Linked DNA regions of Gossypium arboreum: region 2 is linked to region 1. Evidence: chromatin contacts called from public Hi-C data. All regions are on one chromosome and are shown on one strand. The core of a region is the stretch at or near the end of the contact, and the rest is flanking DNA. Distances in the headings are between cores, read along the strand shown.

Region 1 (4,328 bases), core at 786-3,285:
GCTTTCAATAACAATGTATATTCTTTAAATCCTCTATATTTTACTTAAGGTAAGATAAGAAACTTTTTTTATCTTTTTATAATGGCTAAGATAGAGCCACCGTAATTTTATGGCTCAACTAGAAAACATTTCCCTTGTACAAAGTTAAGGGTGTTTGGTTTAAACAAAAGAACTATCTTTAAAGTAGGTGTTTACAATGTGTAAGAATGATGCTCTCTAAAATATTTATAAGAGAAAGATAAAAAAACATTAACTAAAGTGATTTCTTTTGATTGTGTGTCTCTTGCTTCTTGGAGTGTTCTTCCTTCTTGATTTCCTTTGAATATCATCTTCCATTTAGAAAATACACAAAAGTTTTCATGTTTTTATGATGGTACAGATAGAAGTAAAAGATCATTCATGTTGCACACAATTCAGACAATAGAAACAATTCTTTATATTCCATAACAATGGCAGTTTCCAAGGTAAAATCTTTACAAATACAATGTGGGATTCACTAGTTTTAGATGTTTTTTAAGGTTAGGGAAAGCTGCTTATACCTCAAGTCATGTTCTAATACAAAACTGGTTCATTCAATGAAGCAATCAGCTTTCAAAAGATGGATTGTTCACCTAATTCCTGACCAGCCATCCCTTCCCTCAGCACTCTCGCGAAGAACTCTTCCAACGTATTGGTTCCATAGCTCGGTGTTTTCTCGGCACTGTATTCTCCGGTTTCGGGATCCAAAATCAACATACTTTCGGCAGCGTAATATCTCCCGATTTTACCGAACTCGGCGGCATCTTCCATTGAAGGGAAGATCTTAACAAGGAAGTCGAGAATCCCAATGGCAAAGTCCATGATCCCAATAGGCACTTTCAAGAACTTTGGTTCCTTCCCTACAAGCTTAAACAACATCTCCCCTTGCTCCAGTGGTGTCAATGCCTTCCCCGGACCGCCTATCGGCAAAATCTGATTAATCTTATCCTCTTTCAAAACACAATCTGAAATGAAGGAAGCCAAATCTTGTTCACTAATTGGCTTACAAGCACATAATTTGCCATCACCAAACATCACATAAGGCTTTCCATCTTTCACTAAGTCAACTTGACCCCCTAAACTCTTAAAGAATGCAGTTGGCCTAACAATACTGTAAGTAAACCCGTCATCTCCTTCGGCTTCTTTCATCAATTCGGCCTCAAATTTCAGCTTAGCTCGCTGGAATTCGAGGAGGGGTTTTTGGACACAAATGGCAGATAGCAACACAAAATGTGAAGCCCCAAATTTCTTACCAGCGACAAGGCTGTTCTTTGTAGCTTCGTAATCAATTTTCCATGAATCCTTAACACCACCAGTACGGCTAGCAAGACAAGAGACAACAACATCAATGGGAAACCCTAAATTTTTCACAGAATTCTCCAAAATGTCGAAATTGGTGACATCAGAGAAACATACATTAGCTCCATTTAAATCACTCAAAGTATCTTCCTTGCTGTTTTTGCCTCTAATCCCACTTCTTTCCCTAGCAATGGCTATAACATTAAACCCTCTATTGACCAACTCTTTCACCACAAATTTCCCAATATAACCAGTAGAACCCACCACCAAAACATTGATGTCTTTTGGGTTCTTGTTTCTAAATGAAGCTGATACAGCTGTTTCAACAGGCTTTGTTGCTAAAGCTTTAACAAGTTTAAACCTTTCTACATTAAAGGGTATTGATTTTGAAGTAAAACTAGCTGGTTTTACCTGGATTTGATTGATGAACTGAGAACTGAAACGTGTTTTGTGAGTTTGGGACTTTGGTGAGTGAACAGTGAAGGCATTGAAAGATAAACAAAGTGACATTTTCTTTTACCTAAGAAGAGAAATCTGGGGAAACTGGTCTTTGTCACTCAAAATTAAAGAGAGAAAGGGAAAGAAAATGTGGGAACATTTGAGGTGAATGATGAACAAGATTGGAGGTTTCCATGGCCAGTAAAGTTCCTCCAGCTAAAAGAAAAATCTAATGAAGATTGGTGGTGGATAACATTGATGATAGCCCCAGCTGATAAAAGAATTATATAGAATTGCTCGTTTTCTCCATAGATAGTGATAAATATTAATTTCATCCCCTTAACTTTTCAAACTTTCTTTCTTAGTCCCTGGGCCCAATGGGCTGTCTGTGGCCAAGAAATGAAAAGGCCTTTTTATATATGTATATGTAGTGTTATAAATATTAGGCCCAAAAAGACCATTTGAGCCCAGGGACAAATCTTGTAGTTGAAAGCTGAAACGACGCTGTTTCATTCATATTGTTATTACAGGAGTCAATAATAGGTATAACTATCTGATTCTTAACTTCAATATTCACTTGAAGAAGAAAACAAATTCCCATACCAAAAATAAAATTATTTTATCAATCATTAATTTTTATTTTTCAGTTTTAGCCGATAACAAAGAAACCATGAATGAATCTGATTATACATACAGTTCAATCCCAAACGATGTAGCTCTCAAAATTGCTTCTTCCCTTGCGGTAATTTGCTTCCTCTTCATTTCCATCCTTTCTTTTCTTCTTTCTGGGTATCGGTGGAATCTAAACATGGTTTCCGGGTCGTCTGGTTTTTAGGTGACTGATCTTTCCTGCTTGAGTTGTTGTTCTCGGGTGTGGAGGGATTTATGGGGCTCCGATTGTTTATGGGAACCCTTATTTAAACAAAGATGGCCTCTTTTATATGAAGATGTCTTGAAAGACCCCGACTTCAAGGTGTTTTTTTTTTTTTTAAGTTTTATTTATGGTAATTTAGCTTTGGAATTGTTGGTTTTGGCTTAATTGCAATGGGTGTTTCGAGTTCTTTTGCGGTTTATCATTCAAGTTGAAACTATTAGTGTTGAAGTAAATACATGTAATTAAATATGTTAGGCAAATTCAATTGTTTGTATTGATATGAAAATTGTTGAGAAAAAAAAATTAAAAATGATGCTAGGGTTGGAGGGGATTTTACATAAAGCAGCACAAGGAGATGAAGGATCAAGCTGATTCGGTTATTAAATTTGTAGAAAATTGTTTGCAATCCGAATCAATCCAGGTCAACGACTATCTGAAAGCGATTGAATGCCTGAAATTGATGGGGTTCGGGTTTAAAGATGTTCAAATGTTGCTGCTCAAACCAAAGCTGAATGTTTTGCTTAACCTGGTTGGACTTCATTACTGCCTTAACATCCTTAAAGTGCCGGTAACTTTTCATGCTTTATGTATTTTTCATGCATTTTTTTCTTGTATGCTTGTTTTGTTTACATCGTGGAATTAGTGTTCTTAGATGGTCACAAGCGCGGCTGAAAGCTAAACCAGCGTGGCTGCTTTTAGATAATGGTTTCTCTATAGATTTTGAATCTGTATTTCTAGATATGTTAATGCTACACATGTTAGAACTAAAAAAATTATGAATGATACCGAGCAGGCTTCGGATGTCATGGAAGCGCTCAAGAGTAGCAACATTAAAAACCGCCAAATTTGTATCAAATGGTGGAAGCTCGGCAGATGGTTCTATGGATTCCGTATGCGGGATGAATTCCATTTTCGATGTCTCTCTCTAGAAGATCTTGCATCGTCAAAAGACGATTTAGACGGGCTGGGGGTGCTTCAACGAGGAGCCATTCATGAGGTTTTACAAGTTCAGATATCCATTGTTAGTTCCAGAAGCAATCCCTGGGCCTAATCAAAGCTCGCAAGCACCAGTTTAAACAATGGGGAGAATAAGGTAAAAGAATCATAGAGGTCTTTGTACTAAGAGTCAGATTATAGTTTGTCCCTTTCAGATTATAGTTTGTCCCTTTTACTCAAAAAATGGATAAATTAATCATTGTATGTTAGATTAAAAAGTAAATTGATGATTCTGTTAAAAATTCAATCGATTTTATCGTTAAAAATTGGTCTTTGTACGACTGTATAAGGTACAAGTGGCATGTCACCCTTTGATTATTTTTTAGTGATACCAATTTTTAACGGTAGAAATGAATGAAAATTTTAATAAAAATGACCAATTTGCTATTTGATATAGTGTACAAGGACTAATTTATTTATTTTTTGTGTAGAGGGGTCAAAATGTAATCTGACACTTGGTATAGGAACTTCATGGTATTTTTACAGGGAAAACTATGAATAAATGATCTGCAGATGTACAATGTTTATGTAAGTTAATATTTATATAGATCTATTGCAGACTAATATATAACTTTCTTTTATCAATTTTATTTGCAATTATTTGATCTTTTACTAGCCTCCACACTCTTGGAATTCAATATTATAAGCTTAGGTTACTCGGACTCGTGTTTGATTGATAGAGACAAGAACATGAAACAACAAT
Region 2 (4,328 bases), core at 673-3,172, 160 kb before region 1:
AAAATATTTTTAATTTTAAAATTTTTAGAACTAGAATTAAATTGATAAATTTTGTAAATATTTAGGTATAAATTTATTAAATTTTTAGAATTAGAACTAAATGACAAATTTTGTAAATATTGAGAGCTAAATTTGTTGACCTTTTAGATTTAAAATCAAATTGAAAAATGTATAAACATTGAAGGGCTAAATTTGTTACTATGTCAATAAAAAGGACTCATGTTAGCTTCCTGGTTTAAGTATTTAACGATAGATGACTAAAATTTTAAAATTTAAAAATGTTAGTGATGAAATTAAAAGTTTTTTAAAGTTGAGTGATGAAAATATAACCTACCCAAAAGTTGAGTGACCAAGTAGTTTACCCTAAATTCTTTTAGATGTGTGAGTTTTTTAGGAGTTTTGTCTAATTTAAAAGAAATAGTTAAAGAAATGTCAAATTATTTTTTACCACATATAGTTATATTGTTTTTTAAATATGATTTTTTTTATATTTTTCAATTGAATTAGTACCCATCTAACTAGTAACGAAATCTTGAGAGTTTTATTACTAAAGTAGATATAAATTCATATAAAATAAATGTTTGAGTTGATGTAAAAAGTGGTAAATATTAAATTACTGAAAACAGAACAAGAGGTGAATTTGCTAGGTTGGCAGTGTGTGTCAATTTGACTAAGTCTTTGGTATTGAAGATCAGTGTGGAAAACCATATGCAAAGGGTGGAGTATGAACTCTCCCATACATTTGCTACAATTGTGGACACTATGGACATACAAGGGAGAGATTTATAGCCACGGCAACGGATAAAATGGCGACTACTAGACAAGAGGTGTTGAATGAACCATAACCAACAATATAACAGCGTGTAGAGGAGGAGGATTTTGGTTCATGGATGGTGGTGGAGAAACGTGGAAGACAACCGGCAAGGAGGAATGCAAAGTTTGTAAGCAGGAGTCTCGCCATAAATTCTAAAAATTCAAAATTTGACATTTCAATAGGGATGAGTAAAACTCAATTCGATTAAAAAATTAAAAAAAATAGAATTTCGAGTTAATCGAATCAAGTTGTTCGAATTATTCAAGTAAACTGAATAAGTAATTTGAGTTTTGAGTTCGATTTAAGTTGAATTTTACATTTCAAATAATTCGAATAACTTATTGGTATAAATATTCTTTTGGTCCCTATCAAGTTTGAAAATGAACAAATTGGTCTCTCTCAACAAAAATTACAAAATTATTCAAAATAATTTTCAAAAATTCAAAATAATTTTAAAATTCAAAATATTTATAAAAATCCCAAAATTCATATTTTTTAAATTATAAAATTTTTAAAAATTCTAAAAATATATAAAGAAAGTTAAAAATTATTATTTTTAGAATAATAATTTTGGGGACTTAAAAGTTAATTAATGGTTTAAGTTTATCATACTAAAATATTTTTTCAACTATTTTGCTTTGAAAAAGTTTTCAAATATATATAGTTTCAAATTTATGTGCTCTAATATGAAATTAGTTATACATTTTAATTTGACATGGTTAATTTTTTAATTTAACTCGAATAATTCCACTCAATTCGACTCGATTTGAATTTCATCTCACTTGAATTGATTCAAAAAAATTTCAAATCTAGTTAGGATGATAAAATAGGACTCATCAACTCGAAATATTCTCACTCGATTCGACCGAACGCTGACACCTATATACTAACAAATTTGGATGATGAAAATCCCACTAATTTAGGGACACACAGCAATAAAGGAGAGAATCGGGGAAGGCCAGCTCTGGGTTAAATCTGAAACATAAGGATGTTGCAGCGAATAATAATGGACCGAGAAGGGATACGGGAAAAGTGTTGTTGGGAGTGTTAATGGTTGGGCTGCAAATGGGTCCACAAGGAATGCCGGCCATTCGTCTTTGTATGGACCAATGGAATACAATAATAAAAATGGAGTGAGCTTAGCAAGATAGGACATAATGCTGAATAAGGTGGGGCCAAGTAAGCCCAAAAGTCAAGCTCCAAGCTTGGAAGGCTTCATTGCTACACTGATACAAACAAAATTAAACCCCAAGAATCATGTTGTTATTTCAGTAGAGGGAAATTCAAAAATGGCGATTCAAGAGGCTTTGAGGCCAGATGCGATTAATGGGGATATGGCTACTGACTTGGATGGCAGTGTAGCGTCCAGATGGGTCAATCAAAAATCAGTATAGTCGAAGGATGTTAGGAAGGACATCCTGTGTCGGAGAGTTTGAATTAAAGACTACAGGAATTGCGCATTACCAATGGGTGTAGCTATCGAGGGTATCCTTAATAGGCTGGAACAACAAGAAGATAGCTTGGATGATGCTATGGGTGCTGATAGATGATGAAGTTTCCAGTGAAACCAAGTCCATGGTGGAGATCCATGATTAAGGAAGGAGCAGTAGTGATTTTTTTATGGACAGTAATATCGTTTTTTGGAATTGTCAGGGTGCTGGTCATCCGAGGTTTGATCGTATTGTGAAGGAATATATTCGTGAGAATAAACAGTGAATTATGACGTTGGTGAAGACAAGGCTGAGAGAAGAAAAAGTAGACAAGGTCATCGCTAAACTGGGGTTTCCTTTTTCTCGTAGAATTAAAGAGAATAGTTCATCTTACTCGTCTGTATTTGGTCAACTACTAACGACTTGAAAACAAAAGATTTCATATTCGACTATACAAAGCCTTGCACACATAAAAGCTTTCACTAATGTGATTTAATAATTGTAGTATCAAAATGCAGATAAACGTTTGACCTCTTGGCGGATTATCCTTGTGAATTCTATCTTTACTAGTTGTCTTTGTGACCCACATGCATCTACTTCCTTAAAAAGAAATCCTTCCGGATTCTTACTTTAGAACTTATGAAAGAAAACTCATAGATAACTCCCATAGCTCATCTTGTACCAATAAATCCCGATAACCAATTAAGATAAATCTTGACGAACAATTGTTGTTGCAGACTGCTATTAATAGCTTATCCTAACAAACTCAGATTCGTAGTACAATCAATGAGGATTCTTGCTTCAGACTCAAGTATGCAAAACATATTGACAGTTTCATAAAGAAGATCCCCGTTACGGACTAATAAAGAAGATCTATTCTTCTCAATCCAATAGACAAACCTAGCGGACCGTCGTATCTTGCCTCTATCTCACAATAACATATAACCCATTCATAGTGGTCCACCCTTAAAAACATATCACATGTAGGCGGATTCTTAAGAGTGAATCCTCTATTGGCGGAATCATACATGCAAGACTATCCTGACAAACTGTCATATATTTCATATATGGACTCGCATAAGTAGATATCTCATACCTTTAGATTCGCACATAGTAATATATTACAAGTAAACGATCTTATTCTTGGCGACTTATGAAGCTTGTGAAGACATAGATGCAAACAGATATATAAAGATTCACGTACATGACTTTATCTCGCGGACCTCCACTGAATCTTACCATGGCCATTGACTTGCCTTCAATCATACGGCTTAAAGCTTCCGATGTAGCGACCTTATAGTTAGGGGTGTCGAAAAGTGTATTCTCGGGACTCCGTTCCCATAAATGAAACTCGTAAATATTTATTACAAATATTTACGAAGTTAGTTGTATAGTTAATTTGATTTTGGTTAAGTGAATTTGCATGAATTATAAGTTGTTTAAGTGTAGAGATTAAATTGTATAAGTATTAGAAGTATAATTATAGATTAAAATTAATAGAGGGACTAAAATGGTAAATCTGCATTTGCCTTGTGGTGGACGGCATTAGGAATATATATATTATATACATGTTATAATATTTAATAAGTTAAATATTTAATGTATGTGTATATGTTTTATAATATAATAATAATGATATAAGAAAGTAGTAAAATAAAATATATGGAATAATATGAAACATTCGATGCAAATTAAAGAAAAGAAAAAGAAAGATAGAAAAGGGAGAAGTAGTTGCCCCAAGGACTTTTAGGCTAAAATTCAAAATTGGTTAGTCAATTCAGTCTATTTCCTTGTAATTTTTATATTTTTGGAATCCTAGTGTTTAGAACTACTTGACCCATGTCAAAATTTTAATATTGATTAAGATTTTAGATATTGTTATTGTCGAATAGTTTTAGTATTAGTGATTTAATTGATAGATTTTAAGTTAGAAATGGAAAATGATTAAATTGTATAACAAATTTTAAATTTTGAATAATAGGGACTAAATTGTGAAAATTTTGAAATTTAGGGATATAACTGAAAATAGAGAGTTAAATTTAGTTTAAAGTGAAATGAGCATGAAAACATAAAGTTAATTGTGA

Evidence for each region. Hi-C and Micro-C count contacts between places; a contact is called where the count stands out from the background.
Region 2: a contact with region 1 is called in a Hi-C map of leaf, with 5 times the contacts expected there. The contact joins the enhancer-like site here to the promoter of LOC108466514 in region 1. A contact is called at or near these places in 3 of 5 Hi-C or Micro-C datasets (all in leaf).

Annotation. Positions count from the first base shown.
Region 1 is chr10:102,065,128-102,069,455 of ASM2569848v2, reverse strand. It overlaps LOC108466514 (divinyl chlorophyllide a 8-vinyl-reductase, chloroplastic), which reads right to left and starts at 2,035. Exons shown (of 1, transcript XM_017766883.2): 1 at 413-2,035. The coding sequence starts at 1,827. The coding sequence ends at 592. It overlaps LOC108470178, which reads left to right and starts at 2,300. Exons shown (of 4, transcript XM_017771443.2): 1 at 2,300-2,497; 2 at 2,591-2,728; 3 at 2,949-3,197; 4 at 3,423-4,196. The coding sequence starts at 2,426. The coding sequence ends at 3,680.
Region 2 is chr10:102,221,920-102,226,247 of ASM2569848v2, reverse strand. No RefSeq gene overlaps it. Among protein-coding and RNA genes, the nearest start is that of LOC128283287, 10 kb to the right of the region's middle. Within about 2 kb of position 1,922, at least 1 of the 2 cell types and tissues checked has an H3K27ac peak or open chromatin away from gene starts, as enhancers often do. A contact at or near this core is called in leaf, where this site is marked.